2 separate regions of the Zea mays genome follow, and region 1 is linked to region 2. The links are chromatin contacts, called in public Hi-C maps. All regions are on one chromosome and are shown on one strand. Each heading gives the region's core, a stretch centred on a gene start, on an enhancer-like site or on the middle of the called end of the contact. The rest is flanking DNA. Distances are from core to core; before and after follow the strand shown. Region 1 holds the start of LOC103635500 (RNA-binding protein BRN1). Region 2 holds the start of LOC103635498 (elongation factor 1-alpha-like).

Region 1 (6,552 bases), core at 621-3,120, 180 kb before region 2:
GCAGCCTGCAAAGGTCCGATACACTTGAATCAAACCTCAAGACTATCTCCAGCAGTCTTACCTATCACACCTCCTTTTCAAACTTCACTCTGTATTAAATAGTGCAGTCTTCAGTGCAATTGCACAACCATATACACGGTCTGATGGCCACAGCCTTAGGGAACAAAAAGGGTACGACCCACCCATCTGTAGATACATAACACTACAATCCAACAAGAACCAAACAAAAGAAGCAAAAACCTAAAGTAAAAAATATTCTCTAAGCAAAACAACAACAAAACTAGTTTAGCAGCAAAGGACATTCCAGTTGAATTTGCACATGAAGAACAACACAAGCTATCACTTTTACATGGCTCCTTCAGCCCTTCAGGAGGAGAATGCTAAAACTATTAGAAATCAGAAGCATAATGAAGCAGTACCTCCACAAAAATTCAAACCAGTCACAATAAAGAAGCTCCACTCCCCTGTAGTGTTGCAAAGAACCAAACTCTTACTAAAACACGGTCAATGGAGTTTTGAATGGTCGTATACTAATAAAATTCTTGAACCAATGATGTTCTTAAATAGACAAAAACAGCAAACATGTGTGAGATTCTGTTGTCCCTAAATTTTAGCCAAATCATACAAGAGCATCTTCAGTTATCAGTTGGTATGTACTAAAACACAGGCAGCCTATATTCGGGGGCCAACTGAAACTAACCAGCTCAAATCAAAGCCCAGGTCCAACTAAATCTCAAGCAATCAACACAAAATTTTGCATCACGGGATCAAAAACAGATGATAAGAAGCAAGATCCAAAGTATTGGCAGGAGCTAAAAGCCTAAAGTCCATCAAAACAGCAAACTGTGGATCTAATCCTGCAAATTCATCAAAAGAGAAGGATGGAAACTGAAGATAAGCAAACAAAACATTGCAAATTTGCAACATCGTACGCCAGCTTTGGGTACCAAAAGAGTCAAAGGGTTCAAGTCCCAGCAGTCCTCCGAGCAAACAAAACAACTTCCAACATAAAACATATCAAACTATAAGATGTTCAAAGCTATCCTCCACCAAAGGGAGGTCGCATCACAGCATGCATTTCTGTAACACACAGAGAGAACAAGAGGTAACACCAAGTGAACGCATCATATCACCCATTGCACAGGGATCGCTGGTAAAACAGCCAATTCCTAGCGAATGACGAGATCCGCTAGCTTTTCGGCTCCGCATGAACACCCACGAACAGGAAAACAGCAACTTCAGCGGCATTGCCCCGAACTAGCTTAGCACCCACAAAGTTGAGCCCTCAAAAGCAAGGAACCCCTCCCGAGAGACGGACGGCCGGAGGCAGCACGCCTCCGTCTCCCTCCAGCTGTCCCAAGCGAAGCCACGCCTCAGATCGCGACAACCCGTTGGTCCCACCCCCACGCGGGGCGTCGCACCGCACCGCATTGCAGGGAGGGCGAAAGAATTCAGCAACAAGGACGGAGGCATACGGATCCGGACCTCGCGAGACCCTGGTGGCCCTGTCGCGGATGACCGTGACCTCGTCGACGAGGGCGACGCCGCGGAACATGGCGACCAGCTCGGCCTCCGACATCTGTTTGGGCACCTGCCCCACGAAGAGCTTGACGCTCTCCCTGCTGCGCCCCTCGACCCCGGCGCCACCTGACGCCGCGGCGGCCGCCGGCTGCTGCTGCTGCTGGTCCCTGTCGCAGCCGTCCTCCGCCATTGGACCCAGCCGGTGTGGCTAGCTAGCTGGCTAGGGTTTGCGTGGGAGTCTCGGATTGACGGGGCTGGTCGCCTCGGCGGAGGGGGGAAGGGTAGGGAGACGGAGTCGGGAGGGATGGAGGGAGAGGGACTAATAGCGAGTAAATAAATGGTGATTAAATTATTAGCGTGATGAAGTCGGAGCGTGGGGAGACAAGCTGGTGAGATGTGCTAGCTTCATGTGATTTTGCTTTCCACATGATTATGGCCCCGTTTATTTACCTATTCTATGATTATGAATCTGTTTGGAACTTCTAAAATTAATAGTTAGCTATTAAAAATTAGTTGTTTGGACTATCAGCTAATATTATAGTTAATTATTAGCTATCTCACAACTAACAATTAGTTAATTAATTGACTCAACCCTGCTAATAATTTATTAGTTGGCTAACTATTAGCTGTAGAGGTTCCAAACAGGACCATAATTCATCTTATGGATTATATAAGCACCTATTGGCTTGCTTATGAATTATCATAATCTAGGTATCTAAATTACATAATCTATCTAATAATTTGTGTTGTTTATTTACCTCTCAACTTATTTAAGCTAGAGTATATATCTAATATGCTCTTTTTTCTTCCTCTGTATTTATTTGCTCCCCTCTCCCTCACACCCCCTCATCTTCCTACCCAGGTACACACTAGGATAGGTTGTTACACCAAAGAGACATGTTGGAACCAATAAGTCCACTTATTGTGAATATTGAGAAGAGATCAGGGGTGGATCTAGGACCAAGGCTGGTAGAGATGTAGCCCTAGTCCAGCATCATAAGTAGCACTTAGTACCCTATAGTGATTTTAACATAGTTGTCGCGGAAACCAAGGGACAATGAGATTTGTGTTCGGTAGAAGGTGCTAGCACAGACTCACTCCGAATGGTGAATCACTGGGACTCAACGAGAAATCTGAGACAAGGGGTTATACTGGTTCGGACTCGCACCTTACTATAGTGTAGTGTCAATCGTAGTATTGCTTGGAGATTGTTACAACAAGTGTGCTTGTGTCCCTAGAAAGAAAGTGGTCCTGCCCTTTTATAGTTCTAAGGTAGGACTTTACAATGCGGACTTGTATTCTACTGGAGGGTGCTCGGCCGGTTGCCCTTGGATGGTGTAGTCCTCCCGACGTCGTCTATAGGGTTGTACGTCGTTGTACTCTTGGTATGACGTACCGCCTCGTCTGTTTGGCATACGGGTCCCTGTAGCAAGCTTGATGTTGATGTAGCGACGTTCGACGGGTCCCAAAGGCCAAAGGGTAGTCTTATGGTGGAGCTCAGGGTCGTGCTTGGCGCAGCTTTGTCTTCCATCATGAACCCCACGTCACTTCCAGCATGCGTAGGCATACACCCGGTATGGTGTATCGTCCCGTCCTTTCCTGTAAGTGGGTCACTGTAGATACTCCAATGCTGAGGTCCCTACGACAAGGGTTGACTAGCTCCACACATCAGTGGGGGCTCACCTGAGACTATACCATTGTGTTTGACAGGGACTTTTCGACACCGTACACGTGGCCCGAACATGGTTTGGTGGTGACGCATCTTGTCATGCTGACGTGGGTCAGCAGCATTAGGTTGTCCCTTCCCCTACGCTGTTTTGCTCGGGACCTAGTCATTTGTTGCGCCTCGCGGGATTTCTCGACAAATGGTTGGTCTTTTGTTCCGCCTCGTGGGGTTGCTCAACGGAGGACTTGGTCGTTCGGCGCAGGTTGCTCGACAGAGACTTGGTCGTCCGCTCTACCTCGCAGGGTTGCTCGGTAGAGACTTGGTCGTCTGTTCCACCTCATGGGTTTGCTCGATGGAGAATCGATTAGTGGGTCATTTCAAGGAATTTCTTGGACTTCCTTTGGGCACCCCGTTCCTGGGTGCCCAACAGCAGCCCCGAGCCTTTGTGTAACTCCTTGGAGTTGCGTAGAGGCTTTTGTTGGGAAATGGCCATTCTAGGTGTGCGCAAGCGCATCTGCTAGATGTAGCCCCTGAGCCCCGAGTAATTCGTGTGGATTGCTCGGGGGTTTACTGGGTTGGTTTGCAGATTCAGAGGCAGACCCTTTCTGCAGTGGTCATCACGCGCTGAGCGTGAGCCCATCTATTATTGTCTCGCCTTCTGCTTATGACCAAAGTCTTGTGCACGCGAGCGTATCTAGTAGATGTAGCCCCTGAGTAATTCATGTGGATTGCTTGGGGTTAACTAGGTTGGTTTGCAGCTTCAGGGGCGAACCCTTTCTGCGATGGTCATCACATGTTGAGCGTGAGCCCATTTTGCTGGTGTAAGGTGTGATTTCTGGCCCTTGTTTCTTTGGTCGTCAGTCTGACTTCTTATGTGCACGCATCCATGTTCGAAAAGGGTTTTCTAAAGCCCTTATGAGGGGAGGGACACCCTCCTTCGACCTATTCGGCGCGCGGAGGGGGTCGTCAATCTGTGAACGGGTTATCTAAGTGAGATCCGACCACCTTTTTGCTAGGTGTACTCTTAGCGAGTGGTCCCACTAAGGGGCTCGACCCGCTGGGGACATCTCATTGAGTCCTTCCTTATTCAACCCCGTATCGCCCCTTTGATCGACCTTGCCGACGAAAGGGAGGCTCTGTGGCCACCACGTCAATTGGGTTCCCACAGGAGAATGTGAGGTACGACCTTGGATGTGGGTATGAGCAAATGACCTATGGGCCGGTCACCTAGCTTGTAGCTCACTGGGAGCTTGCTCGCGTTGGGATTTTTGAGTGGGTCTCGGTTTTACCTGGTTGGTGTGATGTAGTTACTGCGGTGGCACGGTAAAGCAGGGTGGTCATCATGACTCTGCTCGGCGTGGACGGCTTGATGGGACTCAAAATGGTCTGCTTGCTACATCGTGCCTAGGTGGCGTTTCTGTCTGGCTAACCACCCCACCAGTTACTGGTGCAACTTCTATGGCACGTCCTTCTAGCGCTCTGTCCTAGGTGACGGGATCCTACAAGGCACACAGTTTCCCTTGCCCGACTCCCAAGGTGACCCTTCGTCGAAAGGGGTGAATCCCTTCGTGTTGTTTGAGGTGGCCCCCACTTTTTGGGTGCCATCCTTGCCCCCTGCACTTACGCATAAGTAGATTGGGAGGGTGCTCGGGGTTGGTTACTCTTACTGTATTTTTGTGCCGTGAGCTAGCCCTCTCAATCGCTTTGCCTCCTCACAACCTTGTGCCCATCCTTTTACTTCCCGTGCGCATGGCATCGTTCCCATCCTGCATGATTCGGGAGAGTCATCTTCACGGCCTAGAGAAAAAAGGTTCCTCCCAAAAAAGATGTCTCAGGGTGGAGGCTGGAAGGTGATGGTGAAGTGCCTCGTCCTAGGGACGATGAAGTGGTCGTGCTTGCATCCTTTTATGAGTGCGAGTTTGGCCTACCCCTTCATCCTTTATGCGTGGGCTCCTCCATCACTATCACCTGAAGGTCCAGAATGTCCATCCCAACACCATCCTTCACATAGCATGCTTCATCACACTATGTGAAGTGTTCATGGGGATTGACCCCCACTGGAGGTTGTGGTAGTATTTCTTCAGTGCGCAGGTGTCCTTGGGTCACGGCGATCAGTTGTACATCGGCTCGGCTATCATTCAGCTATGCTCTGGTCGGAAAGTGGAGTATTTCAAGATCCCCTCCCTTCCTCCGTCTGGTACGAAGATGAGTGGTTTTATGTGAGGAATGTGGTTGGGAGTTCCTCGCCATTCACTCGTCGGGAGCCGGTATCTACGGAGGAGTAGCAACGCATGGGATAGGCGAGCTTTAAGATCGAAGTGGAGCATCTGCTGACGTTGGTCAAGACGTTGAAGCAACGGGTCTTTTGGCGCGTACCTTCATGCATCGCCAGATTCAACCTCTGATGGCCCACCAGAAACTGATGCACCAGTACTCCAGAGTCAACGACCCTGACCATCCTTCCTCCCCGTAGCTCGCGCTAACAGAGATCGAGGTTAGGGTTAGGGTCATCACGATGTTGTCGTTGGGGTCCTTCATGGATGAGGATTCACCCCTTGCCTTTCCAAGGATGTCATGAGCACCGTGGTGAGCCCCTTCTTCCTAGTGTGTCATTTTTTTCATCTGATGCAGGCTCCGCAGGGGATCAGACCCCTGGCGTCGTGTCTCCTGCCCCTTCCGGTGGTCGTCATCATTGAGGCGGAGCGAAAGAGGGACGCGGGGGAGAACTTAGTGGAGCGCTTGAGGAGCCTTCGAGCGAAGAAGGAGAAAAGGGCCTCCCAACCCACCTGCGCAGAAATCATGGGTAGGTGTTCCTTTTTCCTCTGACTCGAAGGGTATGACCTCTGTAGGATCTAGGACACCGGCTAGAGGGGGGGGGGTGAATAGGCGGTTTTGACTAAAATCAAAAACACTAGGTAAATTTAATCAATATAACAAGAGGAATAAATTCTCTAGTGACAATAAGTAAACAATGTATGAGAAACAACTACGGTGATTGAATACTTGAGGAACAATATGCAAAACACTAATCACTTGCAAGGCAATAAGTAATGCAAGAAGGTAGAGACACCGAAATTTATCCCGTGGTATCGGTGATTTGCCGATCACCCCTAATCCACGTTGAGGTGGACTTCAAGCTCTCACTTGCTCCTCTATCAAGACACGGCTTGATCTTTGAGCCAAGTGGACAAGAAATCACTCAATACCTCGATTCCACTAATGTCACCTTTGCCGCTCCGGCGAGGTAGGCGCGGACCCCTCACAATCAACACCGCGGCTTCTCCACAATCTTCTTGGAGAGCTTGACGGAGACAATCACCCGAGCCGTCTAGGAGGCGGCAACCTCCAAGAGTAAAAAGCCAATG
Region 2 (6,452 bases), core at 1,027-3,526:
TGATGACACCAGTCTCCACACGACCAACCGGTACAGTTCCAATACCACCAATCTTGTACACATCCTGCAGGGGGAGACGCAGGGGCTTGTCCGAAGGTCTCTTGGGCTCGGTGATCTGGTCAAGAGCCTCAAGCAGGGTCGGGCCTTTGTACCAGTCAAGGTTGGTGGACCTCTCAATCATGTTGTCGCCCTCAAAACCAGAGATGGGGACAAAGGCAATCTTATCAGGGTTGTACCCAACTTTCTTGAGGTAGGATGAGACTTCCTTCACAATCTCATCATAACGCGCCTTGGAGTATTTGGGAGTCGTTGCATCCATCTAAAAACAGAACAGCAACAGAATAGCATTACCATTAGTTTGATTATCCATGTCACAAAGACAGTGTATGCTTGAAACAGAACAATACTATTAGTTTAATGGAATAAATCACATGAACAGCAGGCAAACTGTAAATATGTTAAAACACATAGATCAAAATTAACTGACTGGTAGTATGGTGCACAGGAATAAAGTTGTTTACACTGACATCCCAGCTGTAAGAACTAACACATAAATAGGTAGATCACCACATATCATAATTCATATATATGTAACCAACATAGCAAGTCCTGGATGTAACAAATGCAAAGAAGGTAAATACAGAGCTGACAAGGTATATGTCAATGGATCCTACTACTGAACTGTACCATCAGCACGTTAAGTAACCATAGGAATCAAATGAAGACAACTAAATGCTGCTACACTTGCACATGCATTACTTATCCACTAAGTGTTCCAATAACTTATAAACATTACTCAGAACAATTGAGTGGGAAATTTATATCAAAATTATAGAGAAAATCTTTCTGCAACAGATCTGACTAGCAATATTGAAGGCTATTAAGTTAATTAACTACTAAATATCAAAAGAAACAGAAGGTTAATGGAAGCTCTAGCCACTAATTGCAATTCACAAATTCTACATTCAACTAAAAATAGTGTATACATCTCATATACCATTATACTAGAGTCTCAACTAGTGAAAAGTAAAATAGAAATTCCTGAGAGCATACCTTGTTGCAGCAGCAAATCATCTGCTTCACTCCAAGAGTGAACGCAAGGAGAGCATGCTCACGGGTCTGGCCATCCTTGGAGATACCAGCCTCAAAACCACCAGTGGTGGAGTCAATGATAAGGACAGCACAGTCAGCCTGGGAGGTACCAGTGATCATGTTCTTGATGAAGTCACGGTGTCCAGGGGCATCAATGACGGTGCAGTAATACTTGGTGGTCTCAAACTTCCACAGAGCAATATCAATGGTGATACCCCTCTCACGCTCAGCCTTGAGCTTGTCGAGCACCCAAGCATACTTGAAGGACCGCTTGTTCATCTCAGCAGCCTCCTTCTCAAACCTCTCTATTACACGCTTGTCAATGCCTCCAAGCTTGTAGATCAGGTGGCCGGTGGTGGTCGACTTGCCAGAGTCGACGTGGCCAATGACCACAATGTTGATGTGGGACTTCTCCTTACCCATGGTTGAAGGTGAAGCTTAAACTGTTAAGACAGACGAATCAATAATTAGAAACACTAGTAAACAAACCCCCCCCCCCCCCACTAACAAAACAATCAGCTTTAGAAAAAGCATCATACACATAAGCACGGGAAAATAAAGCAGCAAACAATGAACAGAGCAAACAATATAATATAAAAACAAAGCAGGCCTAGAAAACATAAAAAGAGCAAACTAGTAAGTGTGCGCATAGAATGTTGAGCCAGTAAAAATTGGACATACTATAAAAACCAGATCAGAAATTTGGTCATATTATGAGGTTGCAACTCTTACTGTACATGAACTACGAAGACGGATACAGAGGAAAGTATCTGCAAAACAGAAACTACAGCTGCTCTACACATAAAAAAATTCGATCTGACACTTTATTATGACCACGTAAAATTACCGCAAGCACAATCAATAAGTCGTCCAACGACGGTGCGTAAGTAATTCGTCGGATCCAGAAGAAACAATCCGCAAGAATCAGGTTATCAAAACACGGAAGTAAACAAAACCCAAAATCCCTAACGGAATGGACGTGCAATAGCTACAATTGCTCGCAAAACAAAGGACTTAATCACTACAGGCACGGGCAGGCAGTAGAGTACAACTTTGATCCAATCGCTATCGCATCAAGCAGATCTAGAACAGAGGTCGAGTGGCAGAGGATGAGCCAATACCTTGCAAGGGAGAGAGGCCAAATTGGAGGCGTAGACGGCAGAACCGCAGAAGACGACGGCGAGTTGGGGAGGAAGGTGCTGGCCTCTAGGGTTCGAGACTTTATATAAGGGCTTCGGCGTAGGCCGGACCAGCCAAATAATTGACTCCCGAATGGCGGCCCAGGGCCCATAAACGGAGCCAGAAAGGCATTGTTATTTGAAAATTGAAATTGTTCATGCTGAAAGTGGAACATGACATTCTTCAATGCCGTCCAAATTAGGAGCTCAACCGTAGTACTAATTAAAACGGCTTAATTAACCGTTCAATATCAAAAACGGTCCAGGATTTAAGTATAAGGCCAGGTACAAGACACCAGTTCGGTTTTTTCTAAATATAAGAAACGACTAAGAGGTTACATGGTACAACCCTTAGACATTGAATCATTAATGTAGCTAAGAGACAACGTGTATAAAAATCGTAAAGAGACGGCCTTTTCGCGAAGAGTCCATCTATTGTATTTTTTCACTTTGCCCCTTACTGACCTCTTAAGAGACCACATATTAAATGGGGTTGTATATACCGTAAGAGGGATCATTATGTATTTAAATAGGAATAGAAGAGTGAAGAAAGATAAAAACAAAGGTAATCAAAGCATATAAATGCCATTGGAGATTAATATGATGGGGTTAAAAGGACAACCCTCATACCATGATATGGTTTTCTAAATAAAAGACACATGTAGGTATTGTTGGGGGCCTTCGTCTTCCAAATGTCCTCAAAAACACGGCTAACCATTTGTTAAGTGTTACAGGAGCTTTGTTACTGGAAAAGCTTCGGGATAGATCAATGGAAGTGTGACGAAGCAAGCTTCGTTACATGACGCAGGAAGGCGGCGTAAAGAGAAGGTGTTGTTGACAATATTGTCCTTGGGATAATTATAAACTTTGTGTGTAATCTATGAGGGCATGAATGTAACATCGTACGAAGCTACACGATTGCCTATAAATAGATGAACAGTATCATCGTATTGTTCACACTGAATTGGAATCGCATTCACGCCTTTGCCTTCAAGCAAGCCGAAAGAATCAATGTAACGTGCATTGTGTATCAGTTTGTTAATATATGAAATGTATCTTAATATTGTTCATACATTCGTTATGAAATGAATAAATGACGTAATGTTACGTCTGTAACTATGTTTTTTATATTTGTGAATATTGAAGACATGTTCTTCATGACCTTCGTCCGAGACTCATTATACCCGAAGGGAGATAATGCTTCGAAGAACGAAGGTCTTTAACGTTTAACAATTGTGTTGCCTTGTTCTTGGTTCACATCAATAAAAAACAAGTGACCAACATTGGCGCCCACCTCCTGTGAACTCGAACGACCACCTTCGTTAAGAGAACTCGAACGACCACCTTTGTCATGCCGCCGAGGAAGACTGCGGTGCCAGGGGCTTCCCTTGCTCCTTTGGACACCAATCAAGATGGGCTCCTTCTAAGGGAGACCCGAAGCTAGAAGAGGAAAGCTATTAGTCCAACACCACAGGACGAAGAGTTGGATCAAGAGATCAGGGATCTAGAAGCTATCCATCAACAAGTGGAAAGAAGAAGGGAGAAGATGTTTCGGCTAGCTGAGCTCCAGAAAAAGATAGACGAAGCATCCAAAGAGATGCACACATCACACAAGACAATGAACAAGGGCATAAGCCACAACAGAGAGACCTTCATCAAGAAAACCCTAGCCATGATGACATATGGTATGACGACTTTCATCAACATTGCTTTTGATGATGCTTCCCCCTAGCTACAGAATTGTAGGCTACCCCATGGCCACCTTCATAAAAACCACCCCAGCTTCCCATGTATGATGGTCACTCGGACCCGAAGCGGTTTCTCATGAGCTACAAAGCAACCATATCATCATATGGTGGCAACACCGCTGCCATGGCAAAGTCCTTTGTCATGGCAGTCAGAAGTGTTGCTCAAACCTGATATTCTTCTCTTAGGTCAGGAACAATTACATCATGGCAGAAGTTGAAGGATATGTTGGTCACTAGCTTTTAGGGGTTTCAGACAAAGCCAGTTGAAAGGGAATTAGGCTTACACCTATTTCCTAATTAATTTTGGTGGTTGAATTGCCCAACACAAATAATTGGACTAACTAGTTTTGCTCTAGTGTATAAGTTATACAGGTGCCAAAGGTTCACACTTAGCCAATAAAAAGACCAAGAATTGGGTTCAACAAAAGAGCAAAGGGATAACCGAAGTGTGCCCTGGTCTGGCGCACCGGACTGTCCGGTGTGCCACCGGACAGTGTCCGGTGCACCAGGGGACTTCACGCTGAACTCTTCACCTTAGGGAAAATCCAGAGGCGCTCCGCTATAATTCACCGGACTGTCCGGTGCCCCAGGGAAGAGCGACTCTGGAACTCGCCAGCTTCGGAATTTGCTCCACTATAATTCACCGGACGTGTCCGGTGCACACCGGACTATCCGGTGAACCAGCAGAGCAACGGCTAGTTCGCGCCAACGGTCACCTGCAGCAGCATTAAATGCGCCAGAGCGCGCAGAAGTCAGGCTCGCGCGCGCTGGCACACCGGACACTCTATAGTACATGTCCGGTGTGCCACCGGACATCCTGGCAGGCCCAGCAGTCAGAGCTCCAACGGTCGGAACCCAACGGCCTGGTGACGTGGCTGACGCACCGGACACTGTCCGGTGCGCCCTTCGCCAGAACACTTCGCCAACGGCTAGTTTTTGGTTGGTGGCTATAAATACCACCCCAATCGGCCACTTCAATGTGAGGGAGCCCAAGCAACATTCCAAGTCATCTAGTTGACATACTCAAGCCCTCCCAACCACATATATTCATTGATCCATCCTATACACAAGATTTAGACCACTACAACCAACGCAAGTGCCACAAAAGAGAGAGCAAGCAATTGAGAGCTACTCAATTGAGTTTAGCCCTAGTGCCTTGTGAGATTCCTTGAGAGATAGTGTGTGCTTCATCCTTGTGTTCATTTGCGCGTGGAGTATTGACTCCCATCGAACTTCCTCCAAAGTTTTGGAGGCTTGTAAAAGCTAGCAAGAGACACCAAAGAGTGTGGTGGTCCTTGTGGGATCGAGAGTGATCCTTGAAAAGAAGAAGAGCTCGCCGATCCTTGTGTGATCGGTGGAGAGAGGGAAAGGGTTGAAAAAGACCCGTCCTTAAGTGGACTCCTCAACGGGGACTAGGCCTTCGAGGGCCGAACCTCGGTAAAACAAATCACCCGTGTCATTTGTGTTTATTGCTTGTGATTTGTTTGCTTGCCCTTATTCTAAGTTTTCTTGCGCTATTCTTTGTCAATATCATTTGGTGTTGTTTCAAGTTAAATTCTCATTTAGTGAAGCAACACTTCGCAAGAAAGAACTTGACTTATTGTTCTTCCCATCTAAGCCTACTTGCTTTATTATTCATACATTTATTAGTTGTATTGATTATGTATTCCGTATTATTTTAAAGCAACATTCATTACAAGCAAGAGACTTAGTTTTTATACTCTGATATTTATATATCTTGTTCTAACCACTAATCAAGGGATCTAGTTGGGGATAAAGTTTTAATTTTCAGGTTTCGCCTATCCACCCCCCTCTAGGCGACTTTCAATTGGTATCAGAGCTAGGCACTTCATCTTGAGTCTAACAACTCGAAGTGATGGCTCGTAGAAGATCCCAAAAGAACAAGAAGACAACTCCGAAGGAGAACAAGGAGGTAACTCTTGAGATATTACTTTCCGATTGTTCTAATTATGATTCATGGTCCACTAGAGTGATAAATGCCTTTAGAATCATAGATCTACAATTAGAACAAATTTTAGACAAGAGTATTATTCCTCCTAACTATGCTAGGGAAAATGCCTCGGAAGAAGATTTAAGATGTATTCGCTTAAACTATCTAGCTTATGACATCTTAAGTAAATCCCTTAGCAAAAAGGATTATCATGCCTTCATAATAAAATATGATAAACCTATTTGTGATGTGCATGATATTTGGACTAGAATTAAAACTAAATTTGATAAGTCCAAACATGATAGTTCATTTTGTGCTTCTACTTCCTTTGGTATTTGTGATACTAACCATTGCAAGGAAGAAGAAGAAAATGATCGATGGAGACCAAACGATGAATCCACCTCTCCAAAAGGTTTGTCTTCCCATTTTGATTCCCACATGTGTTGTTTGGCTAATGAAAATGATAGTGGAAGCACAAATAAG

The links. Hi-C and Micro-C count contacts between places; a contact is called where the count stands out from the background.
Region 1: a Hi-C map of leaf shows a contact between it and region 2, with 5 times the contacts expected there. The contact joins the promoter of LOC103635500 here to the promoter of LOC103635498 in region 2. A contact is called at or near these places in 6 of 25 Hi-C or Micro-C datasets (bundle sheath, ear, endosperm and 2 more).

Annotation. Positions count from the first base shown.
Region 1 is chr8:86,476,932-86,483,483 of Zm-B73-REFERENCE-NAM-5.0, reverse strand. It overlaps LOC103635500 (RNA-binding protein BRN1), which reads right to left and starts at 1,870. Exons shown (of 9, transcript XM_008657936.3): 1 at 1,486-1,870; 2 at 1-5. The coding sequence starts at 1,711.
Region 2 is chr8:86,299,478-86,305,929 of Zm-B73-REFERENCE-NAM-5.0, reverse strand. It overlaps LOC103635498 (elongation factor 1-alpha-like), which reads right to left and starts at 2,276. Exons shown (of 3, transcript NM_001301478.1): 1 at 2,214-2,276; 2 at 1,054-1,535; 3 at 1-319. The coding sequence starts at 1,515.